Regions from separate parts of the Mus musculus genome. Here all the other regions are linked to region 3. The links are chromatin contacts, called in public promoter capture Hi-C maps. All regions are on one chromosome and are shown on one strand. Each heading gives the region's core, a stretch centred on a gene start, on an enhancer-like site or on the middle of the called end of the contact. The rest is flanking DNA. Distances are from core to core; before and after follow the strand shown.

Evidence for each region. Promoter capture Hi-C pulls out the DNA fragments that hold promoters and counts their contacts.
Region 1: a promoter capture Hi-C map of liver shows a contact between it and region 3, with 2.7 times the contacts expected there. The contact joins the promoter of Apol8 here to the promoter of Lgals2 in region 3. A contact is called at or near these places in 3 of 39 promoter capture datasets (liver and neutrophils) and 1 of 9 other capture datasets (liver).
Region 2: a promoter capture Hi-C map of liver shows a contact between it and region 3, with 2.6 times the contacts expected there. The contact joins the promoter of Apobec3 here to the promoter of Lgals2 in region 3. A contact is called at or near these places in 1 of 39 promoter capture datasets (liver) and 1 of 115 datasets of contacts at active chromatin or transcription factors (pancreatic cancer cells).

Annotation. Positions count from the first base shown.
Region 1 is chr15:77,753,903-77,756,602 of GRCm38.p6, reverse strand. Apol8 (apolipoprotein L 8) reads left to right here and starts at 1,330. Exons shown (of 4, transcript NM_001081970.2): 1 at 1,330-1,415.
Region 2 is chr15:79,890,987-79,893,789 of GRCm38.p6, reverse strand. Apobec3 (apolipoprotein B mRNA editing enzyme, catalytic polypeptide 3) reads right to left here and starts at 1,382. Exons shown (of 8, transcript NM_030255.3): 1 at 1,221-1,382. The coding sequence starts at 1,273. D730005E14Rik (RIKEN cDNA D730005E14 gene) reads left to right here and starts at 652. Exons shown (of 1, transcript NR_030675.1): 1 at 652-2,803.
Region 3 is chr15:78,853,984-78,856,826 of GRCm38.p6, reverse strand. Lgals2 (lectin, galactose-binding, soluble 2) reads left to right here and starts at 1,298. Exons shown (of 4, transcript NM_025622.3): 1 at 1,298-1,355. The coding sequence starts at 1,350.

The DNA.
Region 1 (2,700 bases), core at 81-2,580, 1.1 Mb after region 3:
AAAACTTGATGGAAGGGAAATTATAGAAAAAAAATGATCCCAAAATTACCAGAAGCAAAAAGGGGGATTATGAGTGCCACATGTCAGAATGTTTATCTTAGTTTGAATCTTGGCTCTGCCTCCCTGGTTGTCTGACAGGGACTAAATCTGGCTCCTAAAGATGTGGACAGCCCAAAAGCTCTCATCCAATTGTCCTTTTGGGCATCACTCTGTTTCAGGGCCTATGGGGGGCGAGGAAACTGAGGGCCCAGTCAGTAGTGGGGTGATTTGCCAAGGGCAGACTAGTCAGCTGGATCACAGGCTCACATCTCCCCTGACTCCTGTTATCAGTATGTGAGGGATGAAGGCAGAAAGCAGGAGCTGTCCTGGGTGTCTGGATAGGCAAGGACACAAGGTGTGGGGACTAAGAGGGGCACATTGCCAAACACCATCCCCAGAGCAATACCAGCTCTGCAATCCTAAGATCACTGAGTAGACCATTGGGTGTGAGAGAGAGAGACTCTGAGTGTGCAGAAACGCACAGGCTAATTCCGTAGAAATTCTAGTCTCCCCATATAGCCAGGTCTGGCTCTAAACCTATCATCTTTTCATCTAAGCTTCTTCCTGAGTGCTGAGATTCTAGGTTTGTGCCACCAATGTGGCCTTTTAAGGTCCCACTTAGTGCTTCAGTCTCAGAGTAAATGGGCCAGCATGGGTCTCCACTCTGCCCACCAGGAACCTGTGTTTTCAACCGATGGATACATCACCTGTGCTGTTGACCCCCCCAAGGCCACTGCCCACCTGTGGGGTGGGGTTAGAGTCTCTACAGTGGGAGCCAGGTGCCACAGCCACTGTGGGAAGATGAAGGGGCAGAAAGAACAGGAGTGTCCCATTGTGGAGTGGGAAAGTCTCACTACAGGGTCAGCCACAGCAAAGACACGGAGGTGTCATGGTCACTGAGGCAGGATAGACTTGAAGGTGTATGTATGATAGAAGCAGGGGCTGGTTGGGAGGGGGGAGACTGCAGTGGGCTTGAGGCCTGGAGTGCTGACTAAAGGGGATTCAACTTGACCCTGAGAGATCATCAAGGACCCCTTAGAAGGAGCAAGGTGTCTTCCCTCCCTCCCTCCCTCCCTCCCTCCCTCCCTCCCTCCCTGCTCTGAGGATGCCCTGAAACCATCAGAAGGGATGGGGTTGGAGGGTTGCTTTGCGCAACTCTGCTCGGGTTCCAGCTGGGAAGAAGAGGGCTCCTATCAGGGCTGCACAGCCAGCCAGGAGCAGGGCAGGGCAGGGCAGGGCAGGGCAGGGCAGGGCAGGGCAGGCCTGGGCAGGGCAGGGCAGTCCTTCCCAGAACAGCCTTTCTGTAAACTGAGTCACAGCCCCCATCAAGAGGTCTACCATGCCCACATCAGCACCCAGCTGCAGCACAGGACCAGGTCAGTGCAAGGCTTTCCTGAGGGGCCAAAGAATGGAGACTGGGGACTTTTCCTTGCCTATGAACGTCTTTGCCTGGGGGTGGGGAGTGAGTAGTCACAAGTATGACAACAATAACAAAATGGAGAAGATTTTATCTGCTTATGAAAGGAAAGAATATTAATGAACCATCTGAGAAGATATTGAGACATGCTCCCCTTTGTTGCTCTTGCAGGTGGTAGGTGCCTTGACAGAGCTCCATAGAGGTGAGGGGAGCCAGGCAAGTCTTGGTTAAATTAACCCTGTGGTAGTTAACCCTATAATGGGTTGCTGGACCAAACTTTTCTCAGTGTACCTTGTGTGCATGCAGAGCTGGGCAGTATAAAAAATGACAGTGAAGACAGAAAAGGGACAGACACACGTGTAAAGGCCACTTCATCTCATCTGGTGAACTGGGGGACATTTGCAGGCCTCTTGCTGTTTCTGCCAGGCCTTTGTGTGCCTGGAAAATACCACCAGAAACAATTCTTACTGTGCCCTCACACACACCATCCCAGTGGGACAGAACTACTTTTAGCTTTCTGCCTACAAAGTAAGTTAGTTATTTTAAGGTTTTTTTTTTTGTATTTTTCTTTTTTCTTTTTCTTTTATTTGTTTTGTTTTTATTTTTTAGAAATAGAGTGTCACTGTGTAGCCCTGGCTGGCCAGGAATTTGATCTGTTGACCAGGCTGGCTTTAAATTTACAGAGATCCACTTGCCTCTGCTTCCAGAGTGCTGGCATAAAGACATGTGCCACCACAGCAGCCTAGACTTATTTTTCAAATGTGTGTGTGTGTGTGTGTGTGTGTGTGTGTGTGTGTAAGGCAGAGGACAACTTGCAGGAGTGAGCTCTGTCTTTCCATTATGAGGGTCTGGGATTGAACTCTGCCCATCAGCCTTAGCCACAAGCACCCTTACCTACTGTACCATTTTGCCAGACCTCTAGACAGATCTTGAAGAGGTAATCTGAAAGGCAGACAAAGTTCTATTAAAGGAGAATGTCCTTTGCACTACTGTCTACATAAAGGATTGGCTATGACGTGAGGTTCCATGGTTAGCGATGGCAGATGGGCAGCCCAGAGCAAGTACTGAAACAAAGGCAGGAAGTGGCAGGATTCTAAGCCCTGGTTAGATTCAGGACCCTGCAGAAGCAAGGAGAGAGAGAGAGAGAGAAAGAGAGAGAGAGAGAGAGAGAGAGAGAGAGAGAGAGAGAGAGAGAGAGAGAGAAAGAGAGAGAGAAAGCGAGCCCTGGGCAGTGGTGAACTTGT
Region 2 (2,803 bases), core at 133-2,632, 1.0 Mb before region 3:
GACGGGCCAGGGAGATGGTTCAGCGGGTAAAAGTATTAGCTTTGAAGTTAAAGCCTGCATTTCCACCACACCCACGCATGCACGCACCACTTGCAGCTGGGCTGCCCACGGGACAGTGGCCTCCACCGACATCACAGGCACCAGGAGAAGGGACAAAAATCAGAATGTCACCCAAGGGAGTAGGCAGTATAACTTTCTTCTTATATGTAGGTTTAAAATACACTCACATCTCTCTCTTTCTTTTTTTTTTTCTTTTGTTTTTTTCGAGACAGGGTTTCTCTGTGTAGTCCTGGCTGTCCTGGAACTCACTTTGTAGGCTGGCCTTGAACTCAGAAATCCGACTGCCTCTGCCTCCCGAGTGCTGGGATTAAAGGCGTGCGCCACCACACCCGGCCACTCACATCTCTTGCCATTGGGCATGTATACATATGTGTATGTGTTCTGAATTAATATGTGCATGTCTGGGGGTCAGGAGAAGGCCTTGGATTCCCAGAAGCTGTAGTTATAGGTGGTTGTGAGCCATACCATGTGTTTGCTGGTAGCAGTTGGTCCTCTGTGGAAGGTGACAAAGGTTCTTAACTGCTGAGCCATCTCTCTCCAGTGCCAACCCCGCCCCCTATTATTTCTCTTTTTCTCTTAGCTGACTGGTGTGGTTCCGAGAAGTCTCCACAAGCATCCAGGCAATGGGTGTGTTAGGGGAATTTCTCTTTACCCTTTCCCTTTCCCAGCTCAGAGTGGCTACTTCTGGAAAGGTGGTTCACATTGCCTTAGAGAGTGGTCCCCTCTTCTCCCAGTATCCCCTGAGGTTGGGTTAAAACAGCACGGATATTCTAGGACATCTATCGAAAGTTCTCCATACATGGTCGTCCAAAGTCTGCTTCCATGGATTTCTCTTTAAAATTTGAAGCCCAGACCAGCCTAGCCCTGGATCAGCATGAAGACCCAAAGGCGAGTAACCCCAGACTGAGAAGTCTCAACAGGAAGAAATATGGGTGACGTGGAGAGGGGTACAGGGTGGCCAGTTTAGAAGCAGCTATAAGGTAACCGAAGCGGCTCAGAACAAGGACCCTCGAGGGGAGTGGGAGCTACGGAGTATCCTGGAGAATGTGAGAGAGGAATCGGGAGCTGGGGACCTAGAGGAGAGGCTCGGTATACAGCAAAATGGGGGCCACCAGGAAGAGACTGCAGTGAAAATTTTGGAGGAGCGGGGCCAGCGGTACCTGATCGGTGAATAGCATTTGCGATGGCTGCATCCCAGACAGAATGGTCCCATCCCAGCTCTGGGCCCCAGGCGCTGGGGTTGCATTTTCTGTGAGCAGGCTATGGAAGACCCCCAGAAGTGAAACTGACCTCCCGGGCCAAGTGAATGCAGGCCCCACCTTCTTCCTGCATCAGCTCCCGGAATGGGAGGGCTCTAGGCGATCAAGCCCAGAAGGCTCCTGCCCACCTCTTTGTCCCTTGGCTTGGCAGAGACCTGCTCCTCTGTACAGCGGCCCGCGGGGATCGCAAAGAGAAAGGGAAACTAACTGATGGTAGAGAGAAGCTGATGCCGACCGCGGTGAGGGTAGGACAGACGCCCCAAGGGTGGCCCCAGGCGTCTCCATCCAACCTGCCTAGACCATCCTGTGCCGAGCTTGCAGCCAAAGCTGCCAGTTGAACCAAGGGTTTGACTCTGTAGGTGTTAAGGAGTGGGGACCCTTACATTTTCTCCCTTCGGCTTAGGAGGGGAGGGGACAGCCTGGCTTCGCATTTCTAATTGTGGCTTGGATTTTGGCACCCTTCACCTCTAATTTCCCAACTGCCCCAGGTGTGGAGCTAGACTGAGATCAACGGGGAGCACAAAAATGGATCATTGATGGCTCCGAATCAGCCAGCAGCAGGTGGCCGAGCTGGTATCAGAGCCCGTCATCCAAGCTTGTTTCCCTGCAGATGAGGGAGACCGAAATGAGTTTACTGTTCTCACAGACCTGTGTCTCTCGAGGGCAGTAGCGTGGACCAGTCAAATGTAGCAAGTGCACGCTTCTGGTTATTGAGGTTCAGCTAGCGTTCTTTGGAGGAGTGAATGCACACGGAGTCAAGTAATCTTCCAGTGGTTTGGGATACACGTGTGCAGGTATACACGGTGCTCTCCACAGAGGCTCTGGGCACAGTAGCCAGTTCCTGTAGGGCGAGCGTGTCACAGCGCCCCCATCTGGTGGAAGGCTATCCTTATTTCTTTACAAAGCCAAACTTGTTGAACTTGGTGGGGGAGGGAGTGTGTGTAGTTTTCTACTGTCTTGGAAAACAAATGGACACAATATAACAGCACTAATGGGAAATAATACTTCAGTCGGAAGTAGACACATATAAAAAGAAAATATAACAAAAGTAGATCCAGAAAATGCACCAAACTCAGATCCAAAGGAGGACATAGTGCTAATAATACCAGCCCTGCAGCCAAGATATTCTGTCTCTTTCTTAATGTGGCCTTTGATGATTTATTTAACATCCTGAGTCTAATATTCTTCATCTATAAATGGGCATTTTAAAAAAGCTACCTTATTGGGATGCTGGCAAGATAAAATGTGGTTTATGTAAGAAACTTAGCAAGTGCCCAAACTGTTATAAGAAATGAATGAAAGAAATAGCGCCAGTCACTGTATTTATTTCTTTATTACATGTATTTGTATGAGTGTTTGTTTGCACCTATGTGTATATACCATTCAAAAGAGGGCACCAGGTCCCTGGGTACTGGAGTTCCAGATGGTTGTGAGCAGCAGTGTGGGTGCTGGGAACTGACCCTGGGTGCTCTTACCTCACCACT
Region 3 (2,843 bases), core at 49-2,548:
AGATGAAGTAGTGCTCAGAGGTAGGACATGGCTTCTATAAACTAAGCCTTGGAGAGCTGGAGTGTTTCACAGCCAGCGACATCTGATTCTGAAGTGCAGATCTGTGAGCCTCAGTGTTCCCAAATGAAGTAGGATAAACAACTGTAGAGACCTGTCTGTGGTACAAACCCACTGGAAGGACGGGCAGCACAGGTTCCCTCCCAGCAGAGGAACTACGTCAGGTTTCTTCCTCTTGACAGTATCTAATTGTGTATATGGACCCCAACTACCACAAAATTCATAGGCATAAAGGGCGAAGGACAGAAACCCCCAGTGTCCCGAACCCTTGGGTTCCCTCCTGCACGTTTGGTCTGTGTCCCAGCAGAACCAAGCTCTTTTGTGCATGGTGCCAGGGATGGAAGCCACAGGGCATGCATCCTGAGGATACAGCACACCACTGAACCACCCAGCCCTCGCAGAATAGTTGACTTTTGGCATCTTCTTCCGCCCGTTTTTAAGCACTTCAGTTATACTTATTTGTGTGTGCACATGTGCCATGGTCCATGTGTGGAGGTCAGAGGGGACACCTTGCAAGAGTTGGTTCTTTCCTTCCATCATGTGAGCTCCGGGAAGCAAACCCCGGTGGTTAGGCTTGGCAGCAGGCACCTTTATCCGTCGAGCCATCTCACTGGCCCTAGATGTGAATCTACCACTTTTGAAGCAAAATGTGTGCAGCCAGATATAGTGTTTCCTGCCTGTAATCCCAGCACTTGGGGCAGAAGTGTGAGAATAGAGAGTCCAAGGCTAACCTGGGCTAAATGGTCAGACTCTGTTTCACAAGAAGAAAAAAAAAGAAACAAATTATATGTATAATCAGAAAAAGCATGGATGAGAGAAGGGAGAAAAAAGTCTTTGAATGACTCACAGACACACTGAAAATTAGAAGCTTGGACATCTTTTAACAGAGCCAGCCTGTCTTTTTGTGGTTGTAGGAGCTGGGCTCAGCAAAGAGGTTGGATGGCCTGCCAAGATCGGGGTGTTTGTGGTTTGTGTGGGGGTGGCACTAGGGCATCCTCCCTTGGGCTTTGTGGAGTACTGACCACGGAGGCTGGTAGGAATTGCCAGAAGCGGGGCCAGAGGGATGCTCACGATCGAGTCAGAGTGAGTGAGGAGCCATCTTCCTGTTTGTTGAGTGAGTGCCTGCATATACAGACCGGGTGATATTAGGAGATAAAGGTCCAAAGTCCTTATTTATGGCCTCGGGGTGGTTAATGTGTAATACTCTGGGATTATAAGCCTGACCAAGAGGGGATACCTTGAGCACAAACCTCTAGGAGCAACTGGGAGAGCTGTGGCCAGGAGCTGTCACCATGTCGGTGAGGATGCTGGCCCTCTGCACCCACTTCCTTCTGCTCATGTGTCTTTGCTAGAGTGTGTGGGTTGGGGGGTTCTGGGGTCCATTGTTTGTTTATTTATTTGTTTGTTTGTTTGTTTTTTCAAGACAAGGTTTCTCTGTGTAGCCCTGGCTGTCCTGGAACTCATTTTTTAGACCAGGCTGGCCTTGAACTCAGAAATCCACCTGCCTCTGCCTCCCAAGTGCCACCACCACCCGGCTTCTGGGGTCCATTATTGCCACCCTTCTCTTTGTGTCAGTTTCTCCCGGAGAACCAAAAAGAAAGCTGGGTTGCCAAGCTGGTGACACATGCCTTTAATCCCAGCACTAGGGAGACAGAGGCAGGAGGATCTCTGAGTTCAAGACCAGCCTGGTCTATAGAGAGTGAGCTCCAGGATAGCCAGAGCTATGTAGAGAGACCCTGTCTCTAAAACTAAAAGAAGAAAACTGGTGGATAATCTCTCAAACCCTTAGCATTGAAGCTGTCTGTCTCTCTGTCACCACCAAGTTCAGGGCCAGAACTTTCCTTTCCCTCTTTGAGGACAGCAACAGTCGTATTAATTATTACTGCCGACCTCTACTGAGTCTCATAAAGATGAGAGTTGTAGGGCAGGGGCTGGGGGAAGGGCCCAGACCAACGATATAGCATGTGCGGTGATTTAGCCAGTGCAAGGCCCTGGGTTGGAACTCCAGCACCAGAAAATATCACGCTTCCAGAGGAACTGCATGGAACAAGCTGAGTGGGTAAAGTGCTTGTCCACCATGCATATAGCCCAGGGTTTGATCTCCAGCACTGCATAAACTGGATGTGACGGCGCAACTGGCAAGCCCAGGATTCAAAGGCCAGAGGCAGGGGGATTTCTGAGTTTGAGGCCAGCCTGGTGTATATAATGAGTTCCAGCTACATACTGAGATCCTGTTGAGAGAGAGAGAGAGAGAGAGAGAGAGAGAGAGAGAGAGAGAGAGAGAGAGAATGGAAGAAAAGGAAGGAAGGAAGGAAGGAAGGAAGGAAAGAGAGAGAGAGAGAGAAAGAAAGAAAAAAGAGAGAAAGAGAAAAGGAAGAAGGGAGGGAGAGAAGTATGGAGGGAGGGAAACTGAGGCTCAAGATGAAACCATAGGTGGCTAATATCTACATATTGCAAGAGTATTGGCACACTCTCGAGAGCCTGTGTTCCGATCTGGCTCCTGTGAAGTTTCTGGTGTGACTTTGGACAAGTTGATGTCCCTCTCTCGGGCAGCTGGTTCTCCCTGATGTGTATGAGATGGGACCACATGACACTCTCTGGGGACTAGATGATAGGTTTATTCCCTAGGACTGTTGGAACAAACCACTTCAAAATAGGGGGCTCCCCACCATAGCGATTTTTCTCATGGTCCGGGCCAAGTCTGGGCAGGGCCTGGCACTCCCTGAAGGCTCTAGGGAGGCAGCTTATTTATCCACTCCAATTTCCTGTGGGTGCCTGGCACCCAT